Linked DNA regions of Sus scrofa: region 2 is linked to region 1. The links are chromatin contacts, called in public HiChIP or PLAC-seq maps. All regions are on one chromosome and are shown on one strand. Each heading gives the region's core, a stretch centred on a gene start, on an enhancer-like site or on the middle of the called end of the contact. The rest is flanking DNA. Distances are from core to core; before and after follow the strand shown.

Region 1 (4,704 bases), core at 925-3,424:
CACATGCCCACTCCTGCCTTTCAAGCTGACCTTTCCCTATTCTCTTAGCACATAAAAAGATCTACTATTCCAAGAATCTGCATGCTGTCCCCCTACATATCTCATGCACTCCCACCTCCACACCTATGTGTGTCATTATCCTGCCTAAAATGTTCTTCTCTTGATCTCTTTAATGCAAATCTTGTCTGGTCTTCTAGACTCAGGCTGGAGTCCATATCCTAAGCTTGTATTTTTTGTGATCCTTCCACAGAGTCTCAGACTGGAAATCAAGCTCTCTATATACTTCTGCAACCTTCTAAACAGCCCTTTGCACAATGTCTTCTGGTGACACAAGACAATAAATCTCTTTAGGCAAATTCAAAATGTGATTTAAACCTCCTGCTCCCTGCCAGTCATACCTTCTTATTTCACAAGGCAATGTACAAGATAGAAAGGCATTTCAGATGCAACAGATTTCAACATTACACAGTTGGCCATGGTCCTGGCACATTTCACAACCAGACTGGCAGCAACAACTGGAGGAAGATCAGAAATTCATCAGGCTGCCCTCCCATATGCAGATCACTGAAGTCCTTCCAGGGAAGGTGCAGACTAACTCTGAGGTTGAAAAAGTAAAGTCCCCGACTTTCGCAAACATCTGTATAAAATCATCCTAAGGGCAACACCAGAGTAGAAAACAGGAAAGCACAGGCCACGGCATTCACAGAACAATAGGCTCCAATCACCTCCCAAGCTTTTTACATCCCCTTTCATGCTTGCAGGCCCAAGTCCCTGTAGAGCACCATACATCTGTAAGATTTTAAGGAGGGACATGAAATAAACAGAGCCTGAGATTTGATTTCTCCCCACCACAGAGATAATTGGGAAATAATGAGTAAAGTTGAAGAATGATGTCAGGACCCATTTCCATTGAAGATGGCAACAAGAACATGAGAACCTTTGCGTGTTCATATGCAAGCAGCAAAGATGCTGATATAGCTATTGGATTGATGTTATCCTGGCCACTCATGGTCAACCCTTTGGTGTGTGGCATGTCAGGTCTCCTACCTGCCCAAGGATTTTGATGTCCCATTTGTGGTCTATATTAATAGCATCTGAACATGTTTTCAACAGGTTACAGAAATAGAGGGGTTGTCTGACAAAATTTATACCACCACTATAAATGAACTTGAGAGTAAAGCAATATCTTTCCAATGTGTATATACCTACAATGATTGAGAGCTTAGTAAACAGTTAACCCTCCTCTCCTAGAGACCAGCAATTTCTTTGATCAATGGACAGAGTTATCTGTTCAATACTGTTGCTTCATCCTCTTTCTCCCCCAATTAACACTGCTTTCTCTTCTTGGGTTTTAAATGGGTTCTGAAGAGGTTCCCAGATTGTCTGCAGGTGCCAGTAAATGAAATGCAATATTACAGATCAAAGGCTTATCAACTGAAACATTCCATGTCTTTCATAGTCTCTGCATATCACAATAATTACCACAAGGAATTTAGTTCTACTAGTTGCTCAAGTCTATAAATGCTTCCAAAATTGTACTTTATTGTCAGCCACGTGGCTACTGGAGATGGATCTCAAAGTGCTTCCTGTTCTAATGGGCCCTGTCTTGGCTCTGTAGCCAGTAACCAACCTGGTTTTGCCTTTCTACCTGCACTGTCCATTGTACCGAGATGGCTTGGTGAACCATCATCGCTGGCCTAGACCCTCGCTGGATCTGTATGCTAAGAAGGGCCTTCTCTCCTGTTCCTGGGACTGGACAGAAAGAGTAAACCTCAGAACAAAGGGAAGTTAGGAAACCTGCCTCCTGAAAAGCAAGTCTGGAACACCACATTTTCTGCTTCTCCTTTCAAAAACGTCTCACAAGTTCACAACTGTGGAATGAAACATGTAATAACCAAAATTAACATGGCAAAAACAGAAGGTTGAATCCAACAGCTGTTGTTTCATTAAGAGGAAAACAACAACCAATCATCACTACAAAAATCTCTGTCCACACTTTTAAATCCATTCCCTGAATTCAGCAGAGGCAGATCAGCCATGTCCCAACTCAACTCTCTGGCTTTGTGCTAAAGGGGAAGTCCCCATCAAGAATCTCTGTCAGTAAAGCCATGTGGTTTTCAGCAACTGCTTTTCTTTGTCACCAGCAGGTCATGAGAGCCCCTTCACAGATGCAGGAGGCTGAAGTCAGTGCCTATTTCCCTCCCCACAACATCTGCCAAACAGACCAGCCACACTCCTATCAGAGGACCTGCTCTTGCCTTAAGAAGCAAAAGGACTATTCCCCTCTCATCAAGTTTCCAGTCCTTCAGAATGTTCCAGCCTGACCTGAAGTCCTACATGCCTGGTTCTACTACCTCACAGAACCAGCAGAATACAGAAAGGAAACATCCAAAGACCTGTGACTCACAGAGATAGCCAGGTCCTGCCCTGGTGCTCTTTCCAAAGCATGTTCAAAGAACTGACAGGATTAGTCTGGGACACAAACATCCTCGGCTTCGAGCTGCTATTCTGGGTACCCATTTATTTATTTATATTATTTATCAAGTGCCCAGTTGGAACAAGGTACTGTCAACACACGCCACCCAGGCTAGGCTTGCACAGGGTCACCAGTGCATGCAGAGTGGTATGAAGTTCAGGCCTCTGTCCAAGAACAATTGTTCCTCATTGATTTAGATGAGCATATAAGGATATGCAAATTTATCAAAGATTTTCAGCCTCTGCTATGCCTGGAAAACTTGGTAAATAACACATCTATACACATGGATACGATATACCATGCAGATGCAGGGTTAAAATGGGGTTTCCTCACTGGAAATATTTCCTACCTTATTAACCTACCTTTTCCCCACTATTTCTTTCCTAGTCTACAGAAGGTTGACTTGCCCCCCAATGCCTTAATCATTATCACAACATGCAATTTATGAAAAAAAAGCAAAGAAATGTACTGTTTTTCATTCCCTATTTTTCATTCCCTTTGTCAATAGAAGAAAAATCATAATACACATATCAAACTGTTCCTTGGGGTCACCCCCAAATGTTCATTGACTTAGGCTATTGATGCCATGACTATGTTGCCCTGAAAAGCAACAAGGCAAACCAGAACAAAGCTAACTTACCATGAAACCGTTTCTTTGGTTCCATTACAAGTCACCGTGCAAAGAGCACAGTGATTTTTTTTTTCGTAACTCTACTCAAACTTGTTTTGAAAAGGTTTTTCTCCCCAGAAGAGGAGCCAATCAGAGGGTGGAAGGCGAAAAGACAATGTGTAGGATGGCTGGGTGGCATATCAGTTAGGAATGGTTGCTCTAGTAAATGAAAAATGTCCCAAAGCAGATCAGAGCCTAGAATCTTTGCAAGGCTATGGAACTCATGTCTATCCTTTTCAGAAAGATAGGATCCTTCCTGTCCACACTGTGGGCTTTTTTTCCCAGGCATCTGATGACAAGCTGTTCTAGAAAGACCTGATAAACCTCACTCCTTCCTTTTCGGTTAGCATGATGTAGAATCTTTTGGAATGACCCATGAAAAGATGGCTGAGGATAGAGATGTCCCACAGGAGGCACAGACTACCAGTCCTGCGAGTGTAGAGAAAGGGGCACTCTGAGCTCGAGGAGGTCAAAGGAACCAGGCAAGAGGTTCAGAGCTGGCCTTGGACCACCCTGTGCACATCTATTACAGGTACTAAGACCCTCCCAAAATATTCTTCAAGGTCTGCAGAAACAAGGAACATTATTTTTCCAACTTCCAGGTATGTAATATAGTACTGACTATATTCACCATGTTGTACATCAGATCCCGAAGACGGACTTACCTTGTAACTGAAAGTATGCACCCTCTGACCCTTCGACCAACATCTTCCCATTTCTCCCACCTGCCAGTCCCTGATACCCACCATTTGACTTTTTATGAGTTCCACTTTTTCAGATTCCACATAAGCAATATCGAATAGTATTTATCCTTCTCCCCCTCTCCAGTTTTACTCAGCAGAATACCTTCAAGGCCCACCGATCCACACTGTTGCAAATGGCAGGATTTCCCTCTTCTATTTTTTTTTTTTTGTCTTTTTGTTGTTGTTGTTATTGTTGTTGTTGTTGTTGTTGTTGTTGTTGCTATTTCTTAGGCCGCTCCCCGCGGCATATGGAGGTTCCCAGGCTAGGGGTTGAATCGGAGCTGTAGCCACCGGCCTACGCCAGAACCACAGCAACGCAGGATCAGAGCCACATCTGCAACCTACACCACAGCTCACGGCAACGCCGGATCGTTAACCCACTGAGCAAGGGCAGGGACCGAACCCGCAACCTCATGGTTCCTAGTCGGATGCGTTAACCACTGTGCCACGACGGGAACTCCTCCCTCTTCTATTTTTTATTTATTTTTTTTTTTCAGGGCCGCACCCGTGGCATATGGAAGTTCCCAGGCTAGGGGTCTAATCAGAGCTACAGCTGCCGGCCTACGCCAGAGTCGAGCCACGTCTGCAACCTACAGCACAGCTCACAGCAATTCCTGATCCTTAACTCACTGAGCAAGGCCAGGGATTGAACCCACAACCTCATGGTTCCTAGCTGGATTCCTTTCTGCTGCGCCACGATAGAACTCCCGATTTCCCTCTTCTGCATGGCTGAATAATATTCTATTTTTTATTTGTACACCACACCTTCTTTATCCATCATTAAGGAACAGGTTTTTTGGGTTTGGGTTTTTTGT
Region 2 (4,704 bases), core at 1,193-3,692, 110 kb after region 1:
TTGTCAAAGTCTGAAACAATTAGGCACAAGAAGCCTTCTACATTGTAAAGGCAGACAAAAATTGTAGCATCAAAACATGATACAAAACTCAAAAAGTCACAAAAGAAGTAAATTTGACTACACATAAAAATTAAATTTTCTGCAGGGAAAAAGCTAACAAGGTCAAACGGGGGAAATATTTGCATAGTATAACAGAATACTCAATTCCACACTATATAAAAAGCACATACAACTTAATAAGAGATTGAACAGCATAACAACACAACAAAGAGGCAAAGAACTCAATGAGACAGTTGACAGAAATATACAAATGACTTAAGCATTGGAAAAGAGTTCAACATCCACATAGTAAGTAACATGAGCTACCATTTTTACTTAGCAGATTGGTAAATACCAATAAGTTTGGTAACACACTATGTTGGTAAGGGTGCAGGCAAACAGGAAAATCATCTACTGCTGATTAGATAACTGACACTCCTTTGGAGGACAGTTTGGCAAATATCAAATTAAAGATGAACACACTCTCTGACTCAATCTCTTTACTTCTAGGAATTTATCCCACAGAAGTGTTCATGCTTGTATGTCAGCGTGTGTACGTTGGCCTCAACAGCGTTGTGTAAAACAGAGACAGCTGGATGGAGTTTCCTAGTGGCTTGGTCAGTTAAGGATCCGGTTTTGTCACTGCTGTGGTGCCTGTCACTGCTATGGCAATGGTTCAATCCCTGGTCCAAAAACTTTTGCATGCCATGGGCACAGCAGGGAAAAAAAAAAAAAAAAAAAAAAAAAACACCCAAAGGCTAAAAACAAGCTAAATGTCAGTTGAAAAGAAGCTAATTAGTAGATCCAATGGAACATTATACAGCTGTTCAACAATGAGGCTCATTTCTATAGTCTGATATAAAATGATTTACAATGGTAATTTTTTTTTTTTTTTTTTTTTTTTTTTGTCTTTTTGCCATTTCTAGGGTCACTCCCGCGGCATATGGAGGTTCCCAGGCTAGTGGTCGAATCAGAGCTGTAGCCACCGGCCTTCGCCAGAGCCACAGCAACACAGGATCTGCGCCGCGTCTGTGACCTACACCACAGCTCACAGCAACGCCAGATCGTTAACCCACTGAGCAAGGGCAGGGACCAAACCCGCAACCTCATGGTTCCTAGTCAGATTCGTTAACCACTGCGCCACAACGGGAATTCCAGTAAATTTTTTTAAGTAAGGTAATAGAATTATATAGAGTACTCCATTCATGTAGGGGATGGGAAAAGGCAATGAAGGGAAAAAAGAAGGAATAATAAATACTCATGCAGGAAGTTCCTCATGCGGCTCGGATCCCACGTTGCTGCGGCTCTGGCGTATGCTGGCAGCTACAGCTCCGATTCGACCCCTAGCCTGGGAACCTCCATACGCCACAGGAGCGGCCCAAGAAATAGAAAAAAAAAAAAAAGACAAAATAAATAAATAAATACTCATGCATACACAGACTACTTCTAATATAATATACAAGACACTGCTAAGAACAGTCATCTTTAGAAGAGACCATGGTTTTAGTGGACAGGAGCTGAACTTACTTTTTATTGTATGCCTCTTTCTATGGTTTAAAATTTTTCCCTCATGGCAAGTTTACCTTTGCAAAGATAAAACTGTATGAAAAACAAGGAAGGAAGACAGATGACCCTAAAGTACAATTGATTCAGGAGGAAGAGAAACTAGACAGGAGACCCGAGTCACTAAGCTTCAAATAACCAGGCTAGAACTAAAAGGGGCATGATGAGAAAATATCGCTTATACCACAACAGGCACCCTTGTGTACCGAAGCCACGATGAGCAAAGACCCTGGGGCACAAACATGACCCAAAAGCGGAGCACACCATCCACCCTACAAACAGACCCCAAGCAAGCAGGGCATACATTCACAGTCCACAGGCAAGAGAACTTCAACACGAAATTCAAATTCCTAAGACAGTGCTAACACCAAGCCTAGAAATAGAGGTCATGCCCCAGAGAACTCAACTGGTAACAGTCACCCAGTACCGGGAATCTGCCCTCTGGTTCTCAGCAGGCCTGGCAGGTTTTAGAACTTGGAGAATCGGTCCTTCTGGACCACGGGAAAAGGTCGGCCAGAGGGTGACCACAGCCCTGGAGTTGATTTAATAAAGACAAAACAAGAAGTTATAAAGCAAAAGCCTCAGGCTTCTGTGCCAGGTTGTTCCCTGGGTCCCTGTGGCTGACAGCTACAGGTGACAGACTTTGAATGAACTGCCCAGCCAGAGCCTTTTCAGAGCTGCAGCCTTTTTCTCAGAAAAAAGCACTGTTTATCCTTGACATTTAAGTCCCCCGGGTGTTTGGGCGGAGGCCCCTAAGGTCGAGACACATCTCCCCACCTCTGCCCCTCTACTTGGGGCTGGTTTCCCAATGCCTCTTTCAGCATAATTCTAAAATAGAAACCAAGTGACCTAAGCTGTAGTCTATTTCAGAAATTATGTCAAACACATCTGGACAAGAAAATGCTGCCTGGCAAGGGCTTCTCCTTGGCGCTTAGTAAGCTAAAGTGCAGACACTTCTCTGTCCCCTGCCAATTGTGAGCCATCTCTGGAGTCAGCAAGTTTCACAAGAGGCACAAGTATTTTGTAAACATACATTTCAGTGAATAACCTAAAGGAATTTAAATTAGTCATGGCCAAGTAGTAGTCTTAAATATAAGTATTCAAATTCACTAAAGGACGTCTAGTGTCGTCAGCAACCTAGTCAGAGCTCATAAAACACCTTCTGTAGTTCCCTCGACTCTAAAAACCTAAAACTCTCCAACATTTAAGAGTAAAAAGAATCAAATACAGAACACCTAACACACATTAGCATGCTTCTGCATGTTTTTGAAAGTGCTCTCACACATTCTCATACATAGATGGTACATGATTATGGTACCCTCTATACTTCCAAACCAAGGTAGCTGAAACATGTTGAATGGTACATAGAAGTTGCTCAGTAAATAATGGATCAATGAGTAAAATTTATCTTTGAAAAAAACAAGTTTTCCAGAAATATGGGGCAAGAAAGTAAACAAACATCTCAGGCCAATTTTCATGTACACAGATTAAGAAATCCACTCATGGAGTTCCCGTCGTGGCGCAGTGGAAACAAATCCGACTAGGAACCATGAGGTTGGGGGTTCAGTCCCTGTCCTCACCCAGTGGGTTAGGGATCCAGCGTTGCCCTGAGCTGTGGTGTAGGTCACAGATCTGGCATTGCTGTGGCTCTGGCTTAGGCCGGCAGCAATAGCTCTGATTAGACCCCTAGCCTGGGAACCTCCATGTGCCATGGGTGCGGCCCTAAAAAGACAAAAAAAAAAAAAAAAAAAAAAGAAAAGAAAAGAAAAAAGAAATCCACTCACAAATTCATTTATTCAATCCTAGCTCTCCACAACTCACAAACACTTCTCTTAAAAACTGACTGAGCCTTGTTTTTCCCACTGTCACACCAAGTCATTTTCTCTTCAAGTGGAGGATTAATTTTCCCATCATGTTTACTGTACTTCTTTTCTAGAGATTTTCTCTTATTTAAAGTCTAATAAAAGCACAGTATTTAAAAATTTAATTACTCACACACACACACACAGCCCAGCTACTATTACAGCAGAATGACTCTGAATCACAAGTGAATTTGTTACCTGACCATCTGGAGCTAAAAGAGCAACATGTCCCATTGTGGGGATGCTCCCTACGTGTCCCACTGATGCACAACAGAGGATGTGGTTGGGGCCATGCTCAGGGTCTGAGGCCAAGATAGCTTTATCTCCTATGCATTCCTATCCCAAACATTGTGTCCAGCAGAAATGAAATCCAAAAAACATGAACAACAAAGCTGGGGATGAGGGGCATAGAGGTGGATGTGCATGGTTTCAGGTCTCCCATTCTCCAAGTTGCTCATTTTTTCTATTTCTGTACATAAAGACCCACAGATGCCATGTTCCCTTTCTCCTCTTTGCACCTTCTCCCAAATGGGGAAGGCTCAAGAAAGCTGCATAAATTTGCTGAGTTCTTAAGATCCCTTTAGCATCCAAACTTGAACCACCAAACTCAAACAAGCCACTTGTCAATGTTTGGTTTCAAAATTCCAGAGTCTGAGACGACATGTGGTCCTTCCAGGCATAAACCCTGAGAAACCAAGTAAGTAGTACAGCCACAGTTGTAGTTACTCAGCCTCGGAGGGGGTTGTTTTGGTGTCCTGAGGCTATGGCACATGTTCCAATTGCCTCATTATGTAATTACCTAATTTCATGTTTAATATGTCAGTGTGCGGTCAAATTATATCCAAAAGTATGTAGGGGAGGGTGTTGGGGCTTAACGAGGCATTTCCCCATAGGGCTGTGCTGCTCTGATCTCCAATTCAAACACCTAATGCTACTGAACTAGGTCTTTTTTTCCACTGTAACTGTATATATAAGTCCCTCATCCAAGGTGGAAAGCTGAGTGTTCACCACCACGTGTCCCCTCAGGTTGTGACCAGGGCTCAGGGACACTCTGAGTAGGCAAAGTCCTCTGCTTAAGCCCCATAGAGAAGATGCTGACCTGTTCAAGGGCATTTTGTAGGCCTGGGGTGCCACAGCATCTCAAGGTCATTATTTCTCAACAAGAAGGCAGAGCCAGGAGTTCCCGTCGTGGCACAGTGGTTAACGAATCCGACTAGGAACCATGAGGTTGCGGGTTCGG

The links. HiChIP or PLAC-seq counts read pairs in DNA pulled down with a chosen protein or histone mark.
Region 2: a contact with region 1 is called in an H3K27ac HiChIP or PLAC-seq map of skeletal muscle. The contact joins two enhancer-like sites. A contact is called at or near these places in 1 of 5 promoter capture datasets (liver), 5 of 47 Hi-C or Micro-C datasets (liver and skeletal muscle) and 1 of 2 datasets of contacts at active chromatin or transcription factors (skeletal muscle).

What each region holds. Positions count from the first base shown.
Region 1 is chr1:109,512,922-109,517,625 of Sscrofa11.1, forward strand. The region is part of intron 2 of TLN2 (talin-2); the gene reads right to left. Among named protein-coding and RNA genes, the nearest start is that of TLN2, 170 kb to the right of the region's middle. Within about 2 kb of position 2,175, at least 8 of the 83 cell types and tissues checked have an H3K27ac peak or open chromatin away from gene starts, as enhancers often do. A contact at or near this core is called in skeletal muscle, where this site is marked.
Region 2 is chr1:109,625,724-109,630,427 of Sscrofa11.1, forward strand. The region is part of intron 1 of TLN2 (talin-2); the gene reads right to left. Among named protein-coding and RNA genes, the nearest start is that of TLN2, 53 kb to the right of the region's middle. Within about 2 kb of position 2,443, at least 19 of the 83 cell types and tissues checked have an H3K27ac peak or open chromatin away from gene starts, as enhancers often do. A contact at or near this core is called in skeletal muscle, where this site is marked.